Regions from separate parts of the Mus musculus genome. Here region 2 is linked to region 1. Evidence: chromatin contacts called from public promoter capture Hi-C data. All regions are on one chromosome and are shown on one strand. The core of a region is the stretch at or near the end of the contact, and the rest is flanking DNA. Distances in the headings are between cores, read along the strand shown. Region 1 holds the start of Slc11a2 (solute carrier family 11 (proton-coupled divalent metal ion transporters), member 2). Region 2 holds the start of Mettl7a1 (methyltransferase like 7A1).

The links. Capture Hi-C pulls out chosen DNA fragments and counts their contacts.
Region 2: a contact with region 1 is called in a promoter capture Hi-C map of adipose tissue. The contact joins the promoter of Mettl7a1 here to the promoter of Slc11a2 in region 1. A contact is called at or near these places in 5 of 39 promoter capture datasets (the 3T3-L1 cell line, the C10 cell line, cranial neural crest and 2 more), 2 of 15 datasets of contacts at CTCF or cohesin (the NIH/3T3 cell line and large pre-B cells), 4 of 484 Hi-C or Micro-C datasets (CD8 T cells, liver, nephron progenitors and 1 more), 10 of 115 datasets of contacts at active chromatin or transcription factors (the SCID.adh cell line, bone marrow-derived macrophages, craniofacial prominence and 6 more) and 3 of 9 other capture datasets (adipose tissue, liver and pancreatic islet).

Annotation. Positions count from the first base shown.
Region 1 is chr15:100,421,703-100,425,429 of GRCm38.p6, forward strand. It overlaps Slc11a2 (solute carrier family 11 (proton-coupled divalent metal ion transporters), member 2), which reads right to left and starts at 1,353. Exons shown (of 17, transcript NM_008732.2): 1 at 1,260-1,353. It overlaps Gm5475 (predicted gene 5475), which reads left to right and starts at 1,491. Exons shown (of 3, transcript NR_040351.1): 1 at 1,491-2,542.
Region 2 is chr15:100,302,616-100,306,438 of GRCm38.p6, forward strand. Mettl7a1 (methyltransferase like 7A1) reads left to right here and starts at 2,202. Exons shown (of 2, transcript NM_027334.3): 1 at 2,202-2,729. The coding sequence starts at 2,232.

The DNA.
Region 1 (3,727 bases), core at 103-2,602:
GCAGGAGGATCACTGTAAGCTAGAGGACAATTTGGTCTACACTGCAAGTTCAAGGCCAGTTAACGAGAGGTAGCCAGATCTAGTCTCAAAAAGACAAAGAGTAAGAAGGTACTGTCAGCACCTTGCATCTCTTCACCTGTAATTAGATGCACTTGCAGACTAACAGTATGGCTAGAAAGCCTTGCCTGGAGGACCTTTGGCAATAGCCCAGGGGACTCAGGGCAAAGACTACTGAGAAGGTTAAAGTCTTTAAGGAAACAGCAGGCACAAGCAAGCAGTAATTTAAAAAAAAAAAATACCGGTCAGCAGGAGACTGCCCTAAGCACTTTACCTGTATTAACTAACAACACCAACAGCCCTGACAGACCCAACCTTCACCACCACCACCACCACCACCCCATCCCCCCACCCCACCTTTAAGTGTGGACCGCAGGAAAGCTTAAGGAGCCTGAACCAAAAGTTAACACAGCCAAGAAGTAAGGAGACTTGGTCAGGGTGGAGAATGCCACGGTGGACAACGTGGACAGTTTCCCGTGGTTTCCCCACGGGTCACATGGAAGCTCTCGGATGCCCACCGGCCCTCACCAGCTCTTCTCCCATATTTTGCTTTTGCTGCCTTAAATCACACCGTTGAAAACCAAGGGATAACCGAGTGTCTCCATTTTATACAGCGGAAACTCTACTTCTGAGGATGCCCTTCCAAATATGATGTATCCAAGAAACGGACAAAGAATCCAAAGGTGGAATATCAAACAAATGAGTTTGCAAACTACCCGGCCTAGGACGCCGCTGAGAAGGGGAGTATCCATCGCGTGCAAGTGTCCCTGAACGAGGCCTTGGAAGGCGCAGGGTCCCAGGCTGCACACACAGCCGGACAACCGAGCAGCACTCAACCGCGAGGCCTGAGGCCTTCGGGCAGACCGCGCAGCTCCCGCAGCCGCTGGGCTGACAGGGCGCTGCGCTGCAGGGCACCCGGGGCTCCGGGAGGGCACTGCGGTCGCACCCCCCGGCCGGCCGGCCGCGGAAGGGTGGTCCGGTGTCCCGGGTGGCGGTGAAGAGCCGAGGCCCGTGATCGTCGGCGCCTATGCTGAGCCGGGAGCCCTCCCGGTCTCCTCGGGATACCGGGTTCCCTCCCCGGGCTCGCCGCTGCGCCCTCCCCGCAGGCTGCTCCAGCCCCGTAGGTCGCCGTCCGAGCCCCCTCGCACGCCCGCGCACAGCGGGCCGCCGTAACCCCTGACCCTGCCAGCACCCCGGCTTACCGGCTCCGCCACCTCCACACACGCCGCGCCGGCGACTCCATATCCCAGGAGCCAGCGGCGACCCAGTCAACCTCCTGCCCTCCCGTGATTGGCCGGCCGGGCGGGAGCCCCCCTCTCCTGATTGGCTGGACTCCTGCAGCTGCGGGATTGCGTGGCCGGCGGACCGGGAACGGAGGCTCCGCCCATCCGAGCTGCCTGGGGGCGGGGCCTGAGCGGGGGCGGGGCTGATCCGGAGGCGTGATTCCGCCGGGCGCGCCACGGTCCTCGCAGTTCAAACCTTCGGCGTTCTTATATTGGCAACTCCCATCCCCGGAATGCTCGGGACATATACATTTTTGTCATAGTTCCCGCCACTTCCTTTTAGGCAGCTACACGCCTTTTTCCTCCTAAGAGATGATAACTCCGAGAAACAGCTACACTCGATCCTAAGGCGCCATGGCAGTCCCTATTAGCTTCTTGAGCCACTGCTCGGTGCCCACTGACGCGCCAAGAACACCCCACGCCTGGGAGGAACCGAGAAACTTCGACCAGTGGAGCCAGTTCGGCTGCACCCGTCGTCCTACTCCCAAGACTCACAGTGATCCCACCTGGCTCTGTCTCTTCTCCACACATTTTATCCTGCCTGCCCCCAAAACAGTCCCACTCCATCCCCGGCCTCAGCCTCACCTCTTCGCAGTTTTATGACCTGACAACCCCCCGCCCCAAGTTGCCACCGAAAAGGACTTCTCGATTTCCCCTACAACAGTATAGATGACAGCCCTGTTTTCTTCATATAGAAACTGCCGGGAGAAATGTTCATTATTTGGTAAGAACGGAGATAGGAAGAAAGGGTAAACCCTAAAGATGGAAACTTTAAAAAAAAAAAAAAAATGACAGCAAAAGCAAACAGAAAGGCCCCTGGCTGGGGCTGCTGCTCTTCATACAGAATCGTCACCTGAAAGAAGAGAAACTACAAATTAATCTTGGCCGCCTCTCCAGCTCATCCGTGGCGTTGGAGAAAGGCTTCTTAAATGCCTTCGAGCCCAGAACCTTTCTTCTGGGACCTTCCGCTGCATCTAGAAAAGAAAGGGGCGAGATCTGTTTGTGTCAGCGTCCAGGTGTGCTCCTCGGCTGGCCAGCGTCCCTGGGCTGTGGCCACTTACTTAGCTCACAGTTGGGAGCAGCTGCTGCCGCCCTTGGCTGCTTCTTCCCCATGGTGCAGGACTGGTTTGGCTTTTCAGAGCAGCGCAGCCTCTATATATGCAGAGGAGTACGCCTCCCCTTGGCTAGAGAGAACACTTAAGGTAGGTCAACACTGAGGGAAAAATTTCAAACCGCACCCTTCAAAGCATAATCAAATTTCATCTTTGACCGGCCATGAGAAGGAGGAATTGTATTTCTGCCACTCCTAGTTATTAGTAAAAATTAATTGAGTTAAAAGTTTTCTTCTGAGATTTCATTTATGTGCCATTCGGCAGGGCAGGACGTGGAGGCGGGCAGTGGGTGCCCTGGCGGTAATGTAGTAAAGCCTTTTGTCTGGAGGCCACTCCCCTGGGAGTTGAAGCTGGGGTTCAGGGACTCACTCCACTGTAGATGAGCAGAGGACTCTGTCCCTGTGAGAAGGGAGGTGGAACCAATTAACCCGAAGCCTTGACAGCCCACATCCATTTTCCACTCAGTACGTGCCACACTGAAGTGATTATAAGACTTCAAAGTAAAGGTGAAAACGCCACCTGGTCTCTCCCTCCAGATCTGAAGGAGCCAAGGGCGGCCATTAGCTAGTCAATCAGTGATCTCCAGGCAGGGGAGCAAAATGGGCAGAACCAGAACTTAGTACCCGACAGAAAAGAAAAAGTCCCGAGGCAGCAAAACAGAAATCCAGGGCAGGGGTTTTTCTGTGTAGTAGGAAGAAAGCTTACAGAAAGAAGGGGGGCGGGGGGGTTGCCTCCTGGAAACAACTGGTGTACTTACCTAAGAACGAACAGAAAGAGCCGCTGACTCAGATTGCCGACACAGGCTGCACATTTAAGCAGCATGTCGGTTCTGGAAACCATGAGTTTTCTGAGCAGCGTCCCAGAGAAGAGTCTCCGTGCCTGCTCAACTCCTGCAAGTCCCAGGTTAAGAAGTGATCTGCTTCCAACTGTGGTAGCTATCAGACAGTTGCCTAAGGCAAAGTTGCCTTTGCAGATTAAGCTGAGGACAACTTGTCCTCAGAAAATAGAAGTGCCCATAAAACCATCCATGAAATCAAATCTGGCAGAGGAAAGATTTGAATTTATGAATTCTAGAAGAGAAGTAGGGATGAGGCATAGCTGAATGGTAGAGTGTGGGGCTCTGGGCTCCACTGTTACATCACACACACCAAATACATACACCACACACACATACCATACACTAAATACATACACCACACACACCAAATACATACACATACACCACACATATACACACATGACAAATACATACACATACACTACAAACACACACAC
Region 2 (3,823 bases), core at 952-3,451, 120 kb before region 1:
TCTCCAGCCCCCAAAGCAGTTGTTTTTGTTTTTTGTTTTTTGGTGTAGTTTTTTGTTTTTGTTTTGTTTTTGTTTTGGTGTAGTTTATCCCCCATCTCCAGTTGTCTGATGCAGCTCATCTGAGAATTAGTGTTGTTCTATTAGCTGAATACCATTCTGTAATGAAAAAAATTTTTTTTAAAACATGCAACTGTTTTGTTAATATTCTGAACGAGTCTAAGTAAATACATTTTTATTAAAAAAAAAAAATGAGGGCTGGTGAGATGGCTCAGTGGTTAAGAGCACTGACTGCTCTTCCAGAGGTCATGAATTCAAATCCCAGCAACCACATGATGGCTCACAACCATGCTTAATGAGAAACAAACAAAACAAAACAACCAAAACAACAACAACAAAAACCCTATGGGCCAGAGTGAGTGGGGCCGGAGCAAAAGTTTGGGGGGGTGGAGGGGGAAAAAATTAAGGTGGAGAAATTAAAACATTCTGCCTCTACACATATATGCATGTACTCCAGTACACCCATGTGTGCACACACACATGTGGAATAGTTGGTGTAATGTTCCTGGTTGGTTGGGTTTTTTTTGACAGGTCTCTCTCTTCTATAGTCCTGAGAGGAGTACTGTGGAACTCACTGTACATGCTAGGCTAACCTTGAACTCATAACATCTGCCTGCCTCTGTCAGTTCTGGGATTAAGCTGTGTGCCACCAGGCCAGGCTGTTGTATTTGTAACACGTGTAGGGTATATAAAATATGAGTAGACTTTAGCATATGTGTAGGGTATATTAAATATGAGTAGACATTAAAACCTTCATACACACCTCTTTTTGGATTAGGGATCAGTGACAGAGTATTTCCCTGGCTTGTGTAAACCCCTCAGTATCACCTATTCTACCTCCAAATACAAGAATTAAAACAGAACCCAGCTCAGCCAGTGCCTACCACTCCTGTTTCAGGATATGAGTTTTTCCCCTCTGCATGCTGCCGACACCTGATATGAATATCAGATGGCTATGCTAGCCTCAGGTCCATCTCCTCTGGAAACCAGCAGTGACTTTCTTGATCTGACTCGCTGAAGATTCTGAATAGTTTCCTAAATCTTCTAGTTATGTCTGTTCCCACTGTCATTCACACATCAAAAGCACTCAAGTCTTATGTAGAATCATAGAATCACGTTGACAGTTCTTAACTCGATTACCACCTGTAAGACCATATGTGAAATATGGAAGCAAACAATTTAAAAAGTAATTTATCTTCTTTGTGAATTTATGACTCAAAAAACAATTCCCGAAATCAGTGCAGCTGGGCATTGTGACAGAGATCTGCCATCTCAGCGCTGCTTGAGAAGTCGCAGAGGGATCAAGAGAATTCAAGGCCGGCTGGGGCTAAGGAGCAAGACCCAGAAAAAAACCCCAACCAAAAAGACTGGAGATTGAAGCTATTTTATAAAGCCCATCAGAAGCCAAACGGGGACTATCCTGAGCACCTCTACTTTAAATGGGCGGAGTTACATAATAACCAAGCATAAGATTGGCAGTTGCGTTTTAAACTGTCAAACAGCTCAAAACAGTGACACAGCAAAGATCCTTCAGATGAATAATTAACTTATGAAAGGCTCAGTTCAGAATGGGAACTGAGAAACTGTTGGGTGAGTCTTGGCAGGGTTTCCTTTCACTTCCTTTACACAAAAACAGGTTTTGGGGCGGTGTGTGGTGGGAAGAGGAGAAGGGAAGAATAAGCCTGCGATGAAAAGGGGTCTCGGCTGCCATCTTCCCTGGTGCGCTGACCTGCTCCTCTTCCTAAAAAAGGCTTGGGTGGGTGATGCGAAAGTACACACTGTGCACTAGCCAACCGCGGCCGGAAACTAGCTGCAGCCTCCAGACCCAAACAAAGCCAGGCAGGACCAGGGTCAGGGTTCAGGCTGCAACCTTCCAAAGGGATGGGGGGTGGGGGGGGAAGGTGGCAGTCTTGGATCACTGAGCCGGCCAACTGCTAGCCGGCCGGTGGGGTTAGGGTGGGGGTGGGATGGACGGTGTGGGAGTCAGGCCGCAATCGGAGCCCTACCCGGCTCTGCTATTTTGGTTCCCCCCCCCCCCCCCCCCCCCCCCCCCCCGCTCAGCCGGCGCCTCCTTCCTCTCTGATTGGCTCTGGAGCGAGGCCAGGAGCCTGCGCTCTCCTTCCCCAGGAGACACTTCTGGGGAAGCAGTAGCCCTTTCTCCTCTACTCGCAAAGATGACGCTTGCCGTCCTGGCCCTGCGGCTGGTGGTCTGTACCCTGGCGCTTCCCATGTTTCTGCTGAACCTTCTAGGCTTGTGGAGCTGGGTATGCAAAAAGTGCTTTCCCTACTTCCTGAAGCGATTCTCCGTGATGTACAATGAGCAGATGGCGAGCCAAAAGCGGGAGCTCTTCAGCAATCTGCAGGAGTTCGCCGGCCCCTCGGGGAAGCTGACTCTGCTGGAGGTGGGCTGCGGCACCGGAGCCAACTTCAAGTTCTATCCCCCCGGGTGCAGGGTCACTTGTATCGACCCCAACCCCAACTTCGAGAAGTTCTTGTTCAAGAGCGTCGCAGAGAACCGGCAGCTGCAGTTCGAGCGCTTCGTGGTGGCAGCCGGGGAGGACATGCACCAGGTGACCGATGGCTCTGTGGACGTGGTGGTCTGCACCCTGGTGCTGTGCTCGGTGAAGAACCAGGAGAAGATTCTGCGTGAGGTGTGCCGAGTGCTGAAGCCGGTGAGTGGCAGGAGTGAGGACTGGCTAGCTGCAGCTAGGAGTGAGGGTGCTCCTATCAGTTTCGGGTGGATTCTAAACCAAAACAAACAAACAAACAAACAACAAAGCAAAACAAAACAAAAATACCAAATGACTCCAGAAGAATTTTGCAAAAGAGAGTAAGGGCTGACAAATCAGAATCTAGAAAGTTCTAAACTGCCAAAGGGGGAAGAGCCTGTGGAGAGTTTAGATGTCAAACTTGGTAAAGAAGCTCCCAGAAACAGCTGAGGGGTCACCCACTCATTCAAACAAACAAAAAAAAACCTTCCAAGTCCCGGCAGGCAATGGGAAGCAGAGGCAGGTGGATCTCTGGAAGCTCGAGGGCTCGGTTGCCAGCGATGCACAGAGACCATGTCTCCAAAATAAAACAAGCAAAATTTACAGGTCACTAAGGATACTGGTTCTGTGTTTTGAAATGGGTCAGGGAAAAAGATGAGCAACTGGGCAGGAACCAGAGTATAAACTAAAGCAGACAATCATGAGACAGACTGTAAGGCCGTGTTTGCTTCGGACAGTCTCAGAGACTCACAGTCTATAGTGCTGGGGGCAGGGAGGGGGTATCTGGTAAGGACCCCCTCATACAGGAAGGGGCTTGGAAGCCTCATTGAGAAACATCAAAACATCAAGTGAATGCACTATCTCTATTAGAGATTCATCTATAGCTACACATATGTAAAACACGTCCACCCAAGGGTGCTCTCTTTCTCTCTCTCTCTCTCTTAAGATTTATTTGTTTTATGTATGTGAGTACACTTGTAGCTGTCCTCAGACACATCAGAAGAGGGCATTGGATAGCATTACAGATGGTTGTGAGCCACCATGTGGTTGCTGGGATTTGAACTCAGAACCTCTGAAAGAGGAGTCAGTGCTCTTAACCATGTCTCCAGCACCCCCTCCCCCACCCCCCCAAGGATGATCATTAAAGAAGCATTTGCAGTACTGCAAACTGGAAAGAGACCATGTGTGGATGGGAGCTTATCACCCTCAGGAACTCTGTAACAATTACAAACATCAAGAGCTGGGTGTGGCAAACCACACATAGAAACCCACTGACA